2 separate regions of the Mus musculus genome follow, and region 2 is linked to region 1. A link is a contact called in public Hi-C data. All regions are on one chromosome and are shown on one strand. Each heading gives the region's core, a stretch centred on a gene start, on an enhancer-like site or on the middle of the called end of the contact. The rest is flanking DNA. Distances are from core to core; before and after follow the strand shown. Region 1 overlaps Pde4d (phosphodiesterase 4D, cAMP specific). Region 2 overlaps Pde4d (phosphodiesterase 4D, cAMP specific).

Region 1 (5,199 bases), core at 1,919-4,418:
CTCTATTCTGAGCATGTCCCATTGCTATTCACCAATGAGATGAAATGACTCTTACTGATTCTACAAGCATCTTCATGGGCTAGAATCAGAAAAAGCTGAGGCCCTGTAAAGATTCACAGATCCCATGGGTAGTAGGCCGCTTTCCTTCTTCATTATCTTTACATTTAGTGTTAATCAGATACTGATGAGTAAAAGGCTGATGAAAAGGTGTTTGGCTGGTGAGTTAACTCCAGCTTAATATATTCACTGCATGTTTAAAGGTGTTTTGTTGTTGTTGTTTCGAATTTCATACACAAACATATCTCCTGTATTACTTCCATTCTTCTTTCTTCACTAAATCCTTCATCTCCGCCCCCCCCCCCAAATTTATGATCTCTTCTGTAATCATCATCATTACACATATATAACCTCCTGAGTTTACATTTAGCTTTGCTCATTGCTGTATGTGTCCATGGCTGGCCTCTTGGTCTTGGACAGCCTATGTGGGAGTTTGGCCCTGGAGGCAACTGATTCTCACTCTCAGCAACCATCTTCTAGAGCTAGGGCTGTGTGGAATTTCTGTCAGCCACATTGGTGTAGTAGCCGAAGTCATCATGCTGGTCTTGCTTATGTGACTCTATTGTTCAAAATTCATGGGTACATTTTTTTCCTGTCATTTTAGAAGACACTATGCAGCAGCAGGCATCCCGAGTCTCTTATTTTTGCAGTCTTTCAGACTCCTGTGCATTCTCCTTGTGCTTTTGGTTTACGGCTTGCATTGCAAATACATCAGTTGGGATTCAGCACCTCCATAGCCACACATTCTCTTATTTTGACCGAGTTGTGGATCAGAGGACCCAGAGAAGAGCCCTGCAGGCTCTCTTGATTCTTTCAAGGATGGCCTAGAAATTTTGGTTCGGTTCATCATATTTGAGTCATGCAGTTGGGGGTACTGCTAGCTTAATCATGGCCATTGAACAGATGGTGGAAGGAGAGAGATGTGTGTAAGAATCTCAAATAGAAGAGAACTGTATTGACCATAGATTCTTCTGGCTTTAGCCACTGGACCTTGACAACAGTTAGAAGTGACCACTGCAATCCACCATCAGCCTCTACACAAAGGCTCCTTCTCCATCTGCCTGGGACCACAGCCAGGAAAGTGAAGAGCCATGGCAATGGTGGTGGGGTGGAAAGCATGAGAACTCAAGGAACAGGATGGGGGTTAGAGACAGGAGACCTGGCCTCCTGCTGGTCGTCCCCATTTCTTCTCTTACAATACAGTGGGGGCTCAGTGACCATTATGATGTTCAGTATTTATAATTCTTATTGTCCTGTGAAGTGTACATGTCAGAACAGCAGAAAACCCTGTTATTTTCCACGTAGACCAGTCACAGGGTATCACGTTGACTCACTAGATGATTGGTCATAATGATGGGGGTCACTGATGCCCCTTTGGTTTTGAGTCAGCCTTCTTAGGCCAGCACTGTTCTTTATGGTCTCCTTGTGAAAATAAAGCAGTTCTCTAAAGAATTCCTGCCCATTTACTTGCAAGCTGGCTGATGGCAGAAGTTCAGAATAAGATCTCATGAAAAGGTAACTTTGGGAACATAGCCTTTCTTCTTATTACATACAACAGGAACAAGGCCAACCTACATGCACCTATATGAGGCCAGTGGTTTTGGAAGTCCATCTTGCTACCATTTGTCTTTGTCAGTGGGTTGTGCAAACTCCTTTCTGGACTTTGAACTTCTCCTTATCCCTCTCCCTCAGATTACTCATCGAACACCACTTAGAGAGGCTCCTTAACCTAAAGCCTGGTTGAAGCTCAAATTTGGCAGCAAATAAGAATGTCTTTGTGATTTTATTTGTTAAGAAACACTGTAAGTGCCATAGGAAGGGATATAATGAGTTTGTGTTCTGTTCTATTGCTCTTCAATAACCTTATCGAAGAGGGCTATTATGATTTCCTGGAGAGGTGAGTCTACAGACGTGTCACCTGATGCTAATGACAACTGAAAATACGAACCATTGTACGAGGGTAGCATCCGAGGAAGAGATAAAATTCTCATTACAACCTTTTTAAAGATTTCTGCATTCAAGTGGGCAGGGGAGAATCTCCAGTCCATTAATGCAATCCCCCTTTCCGTTCTGAGCCAAGTGACACATTGTTTTGCTTCCCAAGATAAGACAGAAAAATAATAAGTACTCTTCAGGTGCCCTTGTTATTCTCTTTGTCAAAGGCAGTGTGGTTCAAAGGCTTTTCCTTTGTTTAGTTTGTGCAATGTCAGACAAGGCTCTGAAAGCAGGGATTCCCTGAACATCCCACTGTGGGCCTAAGCCCTTATTCTGCTTCCATCAGAGAGCATGCTGGCAACCTCAGGGAGGTTTTATGCCAGTTCTTGGGTGGTTCCAAAACCGCACTCACATCATATAATCTTCAGTGGTTTGGGCTGGTTTATAATCCATCCTACTGTGGTTTGCTTCTAGACAGAAGCCTTTAAGGCAGAGATCTCCTGTGAGCTGCACTGAAAGAGGTCTGCTTCGGAAGAATTTGATCCTGCTGAGTAGATGTGGCACACTTCCAACTGTACGTGTTGCGCTGCCCCGGAACACAGTTGTGTGAGGAACACAGACATGCACGAAGCGGCTAGCTTTTAGAAGGCACTAATCCCAGTGGGGATAAGGGTGAGATAAAAACACACATGACCACCATGAAATACCTGCCTTCAAAAGGCATAGTGGGGAAGACGAGCCAGAGATGCTCAAGGAATACCACACAGTTTAAAGTGTGACATTATTTGAGCATGGTAGAAGAAGACTTACAGATTGAGACAATAATATCCCCCACCCCCACCCCCACACTCTGTAAAGGGAACCAGGAATAGAAAGGATCTTATAGAGGTGCTGTACACCAACCATGCTAAAGAAAGTGATGTAGTTTGGCACGTGTCAGTCTTGGGCTTGTGGGGGAACTAAACACTCTCCTGCTTCCTGTTTTGGGCAGTTGTCTGCAGTGTAGATGTTTGTAGGGAGGCTATTCCTACTTCTTTCCCCACACTCTGGTAGCCACTGGGACTGTGGTCATGCAAATCACATGGGGCTTCAGGATCTGAAGCAAATAGAGCTTGGCTGAAGAAGCCGTTTGACTTGACCTCAGGTATCAGTATTGTTGTATCTGTTGTTTGTCAGTGCTGGCAGCAACAGGGTGCTAGTTATAATAATTGCTATGGAGTGGTGGTTGTTATCCTTGCTGTTTGGCAGCTTGTGTGTCCTAGCATTTGTCGACATCCATGATGGTCCTGTAGCCTCCCACTGAGGCTGTGAACCAGCATGTCCTCCATCAGAGAAGGCTTTTGCAGTTCTAGCTAGCCAGGGTTGAATTCAGTTGCAAGAAGTGAAGAGTATGACATTGCCTGCATGAGAGAGTCTGGTTCACCCGTGTAACCCACATGCTCAGCCTCGTTCCCCTGGGTACTTGTTCCCCCCATCTTCATTTGCATAACTTCCTGTTTTGAAGGATGAGTACACGTACTTTGCAATTAACTGGTATTATTGGAGAGTTTATTGCGTTTTATTTCCTGTTAAGTGCCTCTACAAATGATATACATTTTCCAACCATGTCCCTTCAAAAACATTGTCTTAGGCCAGCTGTGGTGGATCACATCTTTAAACTCAGCACTTGGGAGGCATAGACATGTAGATCTCTATGAATTCCAGGCTAGCCTTTTCTATATAGTGAGCTTCAGGCCAGCCAGGGCTCCATAGTGACACCTTGCCCCCCCCCATTGTCTTTTTTTGTGATTTTTTTCCCAAGAATGACTACCTTTTGTAGGGATCCTGTTTTCATTGTGTGTCCAGACTTAATTAATACCAGAGTTTGGGAAATGAACAGAGACTCACGTGGTACTGGAATTATGGGCATTATAGGAATATGAAAACAAAACAAAACAGACCCTAAAAAACCATAGAGCAGCTTTTACTCTCATGATGTTAAAGGAGGAATAAAACGATCCTTGAAATGTCTGATGATGCCATAGGCTTATCACCCACTCTAAAATCAGATTTATTTGCATCTTATAATCCTTATTGTAGGAATCTGTAATTTTTGACAGATACATACACTCATGCAAATATATGGCCATTTGACTCCCACCCTTCACAGAATCCTCATTCTCTTTCAAGCCAACAGACCTCCATCTATAGGAAACCAAATCTACCAAATATGATATGATATGATATCATCCAACAATATAATACAATATAATGGTATAATTATTATATTTATATATCAACTCACCTCCAAAAAAAAAAAAAAAAGATGGTTAGGAACTCCTGGAGCTTTGACTGTAACATGCAACACCTTATCCTGGCAGTTTTCATCTTTCCTTCTTAGGTAGATGCTAACAAGACTAGACTAGGTTCCTCTCAGTCTGTGTGAAAGCATATTTTAAAGACCTTTGACATCGTGTACACTACGGAGAAGCCCAGCCTTTCTGCTGTAGAGCAAGCCAGGCAGGGCAGTCACTTGGAAGCACATGCTTGTTTGATTAGTGTAGTTGCCCCTTTTCTCTGTGCTTCTCCATTCTTTTCCTGGCTCCTCACCTACTGCATGCATTTCCAGGTCCACAGCCCTGCCGCTTCGCCTAGACTGCCAAGCTGGCAGATGCTAAAGGGATTCTTGTTTACAGTGACTTGACATGTGCATGCCATCAGTTAATGGTGGACAGATAGCTCCTTTGGCTTCTAAGTGTTGAGAAAATTTCTTTCCTGCCCACACTCTGCTGTTTCTTTAAACCTCCTCAACTTGATCTATGACTGTGCTAAGGTCCTCAGTGTACCTGACACATCCTTCCCTCCCTCCATATCAAAAGGCACCAGGCAAACAAACAAACACAACCATCCCAGCAACGGTTTCTGAGAGTCCAAGGCCACACCCCTGTGATGATCTGATAGTCTAGCCAGCTGTAGAAAGTCTAGTCTTGTTAGCATCTTCCTAAGAAGGAAAGATAAGAGCTGCCAGGATAAGGTGCTTCGAGTTCTAGTCAATGCTCCAAGAGTTCCTAACCATCTTTTTTTTTGGGGGGGGGGTATTTATTATAAAAAAAACAAACCTTACTTTTTTGTGGACCTTTTCTCTGCTATCTTTGATATGTCTGTGTATCTCATACAACCCAAACATATTTCTAAAGGAAACAATCAACATTCCTTAAAAAACCTATT
Region 2 (5,199 bases), core at 1,863-4,362, 530 kb after region 1:
CCAGTCCTGGATTGAAGTTTCTTTAACTGGAATTATTATTTCCATGTGGCTCACTGAAAAGTATCGTAGATCTAGTGCAAAGGTCAACATACCTCTTCTCTAAGAGGGCCTGATCATAAACATTTTAAGCTTTGGGACTAAGGAGATCTCTCAGTTGGTAAAGTGGTTTCCAAGCATGAAGACTTGAGGTCAAATCCTAGAACCCATATTACACCAAACAAACCTAAACTGGACACGTGGTATAGGCTATGCTTGTAATCCTGGTGCTGATGAGGACAACTAGTTAGTCACTCTAGCCTGCATAAGAGGGAGCCCCAGGTCACTGAGAGACCCCCATCTCAAATAACAAAGTAGTTATGCTTGAAGAATGATGGCCATGGTTATGTTCTGACTTCCACATGCACATTTACACATCAGCAATAGTAACATAAACACATAAAAATCAGATGGATGGATGGATGGATGGATGGATGGATGGATGGATGGATGGATAGATAGATAGATAGATAGATAATAAAGTGTGTGCTTTAAAAACACAGTCTCCAAGTCTTTAACTGGCTAACTTGATTCTTTCCTGAGTCCTGTAGCTTTAATTGCTCTTGTTAATGAGTAGAACTGTGTGTCTAGCTTTGTGTTATCCCCCATGACGTTTTTTTCTCCCCTCGTTGGACTGAATTTCAGAATTTTAGAGGCAGTTTTCAAACATTTCAACTGTGCATCTGCTCCATTAGGTGACCTGCAGTGCCGCCCTGTGGCCAATGTGATGTCTGCAGCCACAGTCCTTGGTTGAAACTGGGATTCAACCACTTAGATTGTAACCAAATACAGGTTATCTAGAAAATCCACACAGTTTACTTTTGCTAAGAATGGGGGGGTCACTTTTTGCGCACTTTCCCAAGTTGCTTTATTGAATATTATATTTTTACTCCTTGCCCTACAGTCAGATAGTCAGATTTTCTCATCATTTGTGGGAAGAGGTACCTAAAAACAATTTATCACCCTAGAAATTATTACAGCAAATAAATCTACCTTTTAGAGTAATTATTAAGATTGATTCTAAGTTTCTGGTAAAAAACTAGCCAATAGCTGTGGGTGTGGGGTGGGAGGGAGTCTGTGTGTATATGTGTATGTGTGAGTGTGTGTGTGTGTGTGTGTGTGTGTGTGTGTGTGTGAGTTGGATGGTAAGATGTGATGAGCTATGGAGGTAAACACTTTAGTTCATCTCCACAGTTGCTCCCTGATACTAACCTTTATGATCTATGCACACATGTGTTTTCTATGCTTTGGGTGGGGGTGGGGGGGAGAGTCAGTGTCTTAGCAGTGTCTTAGGGCTGTAGAACCAACATCAGCAATGCTCCTCCCATTACTATACAACAGGACTGGTCCATTAAAAGGCTGGCCTGCTGAGTGACTTTTACCCAAACTCTCTGCTGCTCTAAAGGAGGCAAAACCAAACCAAACCAAAAACCAAACAAACAAAAGCAACAGCAACAACAAACAAGAACAAAAATCATAGCGGTGCATTTAGCAAAAAACCAGTAAGCAAGCATCAAAACAGACTGTGACTGGACCAGAAGTAAATACCCACGAAGAATCACTTAAATACAGACAGGTAGTGCTTAGTAATAAATCACAGACCATCTTAACAGCAAGCCTTACAGGCGTAGAAAGGATAGACGAGTTCACTGTTATCAGAATTTAGGAATATTACATCATGTCACAGGGTGAACGAACTGCAGCTTAACCCAGCATGAAGGTGAGCAACGTTCAGCACTTGCCCTCTGGTATTTCTCCTGCTATTGCCTGGGAGAGCCACTTCAGCTGCTAATAAGAGGGTGCTTCCGGTGCCTCAGACTGTATGAGAGATCACTTATGGGGAATGGGGGGTGGGGGAGAAGAGGCAGCCAAAGGGAAACTCCTTGGGGCTGTTAAAACCATGCTTTCTAAAGTCACACGCGTGAAAAGAAATGGTACAACCAGAAAAACCTGTGACCAGGTGACATAAGGGACAGTCGAGCACCTATTGGAACAGGATTTAGCATCCCCCTATGCCTGGCCACAGGGATCGGGGAAAGCATTCTGCTTTCCAAGCCTAAAGTCTTGGAACTCACCCAGATCTAAGGGAGTGGACATCTAAACGTGAGAAATCCTTTTGCAAACGGCTCAGGAGCAGCGCCCCAGTCACTGCAGGGAGGTTTGGTTATTTCTGTTTGTACAAATGAGAACTGCGTGAGAAAAGCCCCGCGCCTTGATGGGGGATACTTAGGAAGGGGCCACACGGGAGAATCCAAACCGAAACCTCTGGGGCTGAGGTTCCCGCAGTTCTCATCCGGACCCATGGCTTCCCTGTTGCCAGGGAAGAGGCTGGCTCAGGCAGGCAGATCATCTATGGGAGAGAAGATGACGCTCACTGTGCCTGAGGTCAGGACAGCCGATTGCTTTTTGGATAGCCTGGACTTCTGCGGCAACATTTGTGCCACAGGAAACAGTGCCGTTTCCCTTGAGGCCAAGTTCCCCTTAGCTCTGTCGGTGACCTTCACTATCCATGGCTTACCATTCTCCAAATCCCTCCTAACTACCCCCCACTGCCTCTTTCTTGCCACCTTCTTTCCCAATTATGCGTTTGGGGAAAGAGGCCCTCTTACCAAGTGAATCCGTTGCCACAGACATTAACACAGCCTCAGGTATTTAAGGTCAATACGCACCAAAAATGTTCCCACGTTTCACTGACCAAGACCATGCATCAACCTTGACCAAAATGCAGGTTAAGTTGGGGAGGTTAGAGGGCAGAGTAACCAGGAGAATGGGGGAAAGTCCTCTGTGGATCTGATGTGGTGACACGGGGGCTGACCGATAAGGAAGACGACACCAACAGGATTCAAACTAATGGAATCCAATCAGTGGGCACTGACTCCAGGTGACGATTCTTGAGAGCTGAGTTAGAGCTGAGGCACTCCGACAGGCTTTCATTTGCTAGATAGTTGCCACTTTCGTGCTCGAACATAAAAACCAACCGTCATTTTACAGTTTGGCAATGTTTGACCTGCGTTAGTTTAGTAGTAACACCCAAAGGATAAATAAGCAACAAAGAGTGGGAACACTTCTGCTCTACACCCCATGTCATGGCTACTAGCAGCAGCACACGCCACTGAATGTCACTGATTGGGAACTCTGGAAAAGGCTGTAACGTCCCCACCTACCCACCACCCACCCACCCAACCCACTGAAAGCATTTTTATGTTAGCCCTTGAACGCCAAAAAGAAAAATAAATAATAAAATAAATTTAAAAGCGTCGCTTTAATGTTTCTAAGGCTTGAGCGACACCTAGTGGTAGTCTACAAGATTGCTAAAGCACTGTAATAGGGTTTGGCTAACTTTTTTCGTTGTTTTTCTTTTATTCTCTCATATATTCCACCCCAGCTGTAGTTCTTGCCCTCTCCCCTCCCCCAGCTTCCCACCCCCTCCACCTCCCTCCTCTCCCAGATCCTCCACACCCATTCCCCAGCCCAGCCCCGCTGTACACACACACACACACACACACACACACACACACACACACACAGAGAGAGGGTTGGATGATGCAACCCAGTAGGAAGAGGGTCCCACAAGCAGGCAAAAAAGTCAGAGACAGCCCATGTTCCCATTGTTAGGAATCCCACAAGAACACCAGGCTACTCAGCTATAACATATGCAGCTGACCGAGGTCAGACCTCTGCAGACTCCCTGATTCCTGTGAGTCCTGGTCAGGGCTATATTCTTGCGGTGTCCCTGACCCCTCTGGTTCCTCCAATCCTTCCTCCCACTCCTCCTCAGGACTACCTCATGTTTGGCTGTGGGATTCTGCATCTTCTCCCATCAGTTGCTGATGAAGTCTCTCTGATGACAATTTTAAAGCCTATGAGTAGAAACTACAGGGGGGAAATGACAGGTAAATTGGGCACAGATGGACTATTCTCAGCCTGGAGCTTGCAACTCAAGAGCATTCACGTATCATTCACATATCAAAATTTCTCTATATAAGACATTTACATCACTATTCATAGCACTAGCAAAATTACAGTGATCAAGTGGCAACAAAATAATTTTATGGCCGGGCAGTGATGGTGCATGCCTTTAATTCCAGCACTTGGGAGGCAGAGGCAGGTGGATCTCTGAGTTCGAGGCCAGCCTGGTCTACAGAGTGAGTTCCAGGACAGACAGGGCTACACAGAGAAACCCTGTCTCGAAAAAAAAAATATGGTCAGGGTTTACCACGACAAGAGGCAGTGTATTTAAAGTTTGGGGCATTAGGAAGGCTCAGAACCACTGCAATACACCATCTGTTTGCACAGCACTTGTATTAAGCATCGTGGATATATAGAGATGATTGAAAGAATATGGACAGATTGCAGAGATTCTATGCAAACACTGTGCCATGCTCATCTGAGGTCTATGAGGGACAGCTCTGGCTTGAGGGACATGTACTCCTTAGTTCTTTGAGTCAGCCTTTCGGGAGAGCTAAAAGCTGCCCCTGCCTTAACAGTGGAAAATGCTATATAGCACACAGCTACAGGTAACTGGTTAAACATGAGACTTGTGAACACTCTGTCCACTGTGCATGTCAGCATTTACCAAGCAAGTAGGAAATTAACAACCAACGATTACTAGATTGGCTTTTTAAGTTCTTCACTACAAAAAGCGATAACTTTGTATTTATTGCTTAGAAACACTACACTAAAGAGCTCCAACATACATGTCATATACTAGTTCCTTGATGGGATCAACACTAATTTTGAAAATGCCAGTGCTCTGTGGGAAAGTTCTAAAATAAGAATAACATTGACAAGTGTCTCCCTCATTCAACTATCTCTAAGCCCTTCCCTTGCCAGCAGTGGGTGACATCATCAGCCACAGCCAACTTTATAGCTTGGAGACACAAGTAAGTCTCCGCACTTGAGTTTTAAGCATTTAATTTCTGGCTGGAACAAAGAATGCACACATCCATTTTCTGAATTACAGGGTGTAGGCTAGACATGCTATTGTCTCCAGGATGCCCTCCCCCAATGGAAGCAAGAGGATTCTCCCAGCAAAGGAGAGGACGGGAGCTTTAAATAACTCCATGACTTAGTTTATAGTCATAAACAACACTTATCTAATGGTACGAAATTATTAAAAGAATGATCTGCAGTCTGTACCTATTGAGAGATTTTTCTGTCTAA

What was found. Hi-C and Micro-C count contacts between places; a contact is called where the count stands out from the background.
Region 2: a contact with region 1 is called in a Hi-C map of bone marrow-derived macrophages, with 19 read pairs. The contact joins two enhancer-like sites. A contact is called at or near these places in 1 of 15 datasets of contacts at CTCF or cohesin (stem cell-derived epiblast-like cells), 4 of 484 Hi-C or Micro-C datasets (bone marrow-derived macrophages, cortical neurons and embryonic stem cells) and 3 of 115 datasets of contacts at active chromatin or transcription factors (the NIH/3T3 cell line, bone marrow-derived macrophages and large pre-B cells).

Annotation. Positions count from the first base shown.
Region 1 is chr13:108,683,528-108,688,726 of GRCm38.p6, forward strand. The region is part of intron 1 of Pde4d (phosphodiesterase 4D, cAMP specific); the gene reads left to right. Among named protein-coding and RNA genes, the nearest start is that of Pde4d, 32 kb to the left of the region's middle. Within about 2 kb of position 3,169, at least 43 of the 459 cell types and tissues checked have an H3K27ac peak or open chromatin away from gene starts, as enhancers often do. A contact at or near this core is called in bone marrow-derived macrophages, where this site is marked.
Region 2 is chr13:109,209,854-109,215,052 of GRCm38.p6, forward strand. The region is part of intron 3 of Pde4d (phosphodiesterase 4D, cAMP specific); the gene reads left to right. Among named protein-coding and RNA genes, the nearest start is that of Mir582, 110 kb to the right of the region's middle. Within about 2 kb of position 3,113, at least 27 of the 459 cell types and tissues checked have an H3K27ac peak or open chromatin away from gene starts, as enhancers often do. A contact at or near this core is called in bone marrow-derived macrophages, where this site is marked.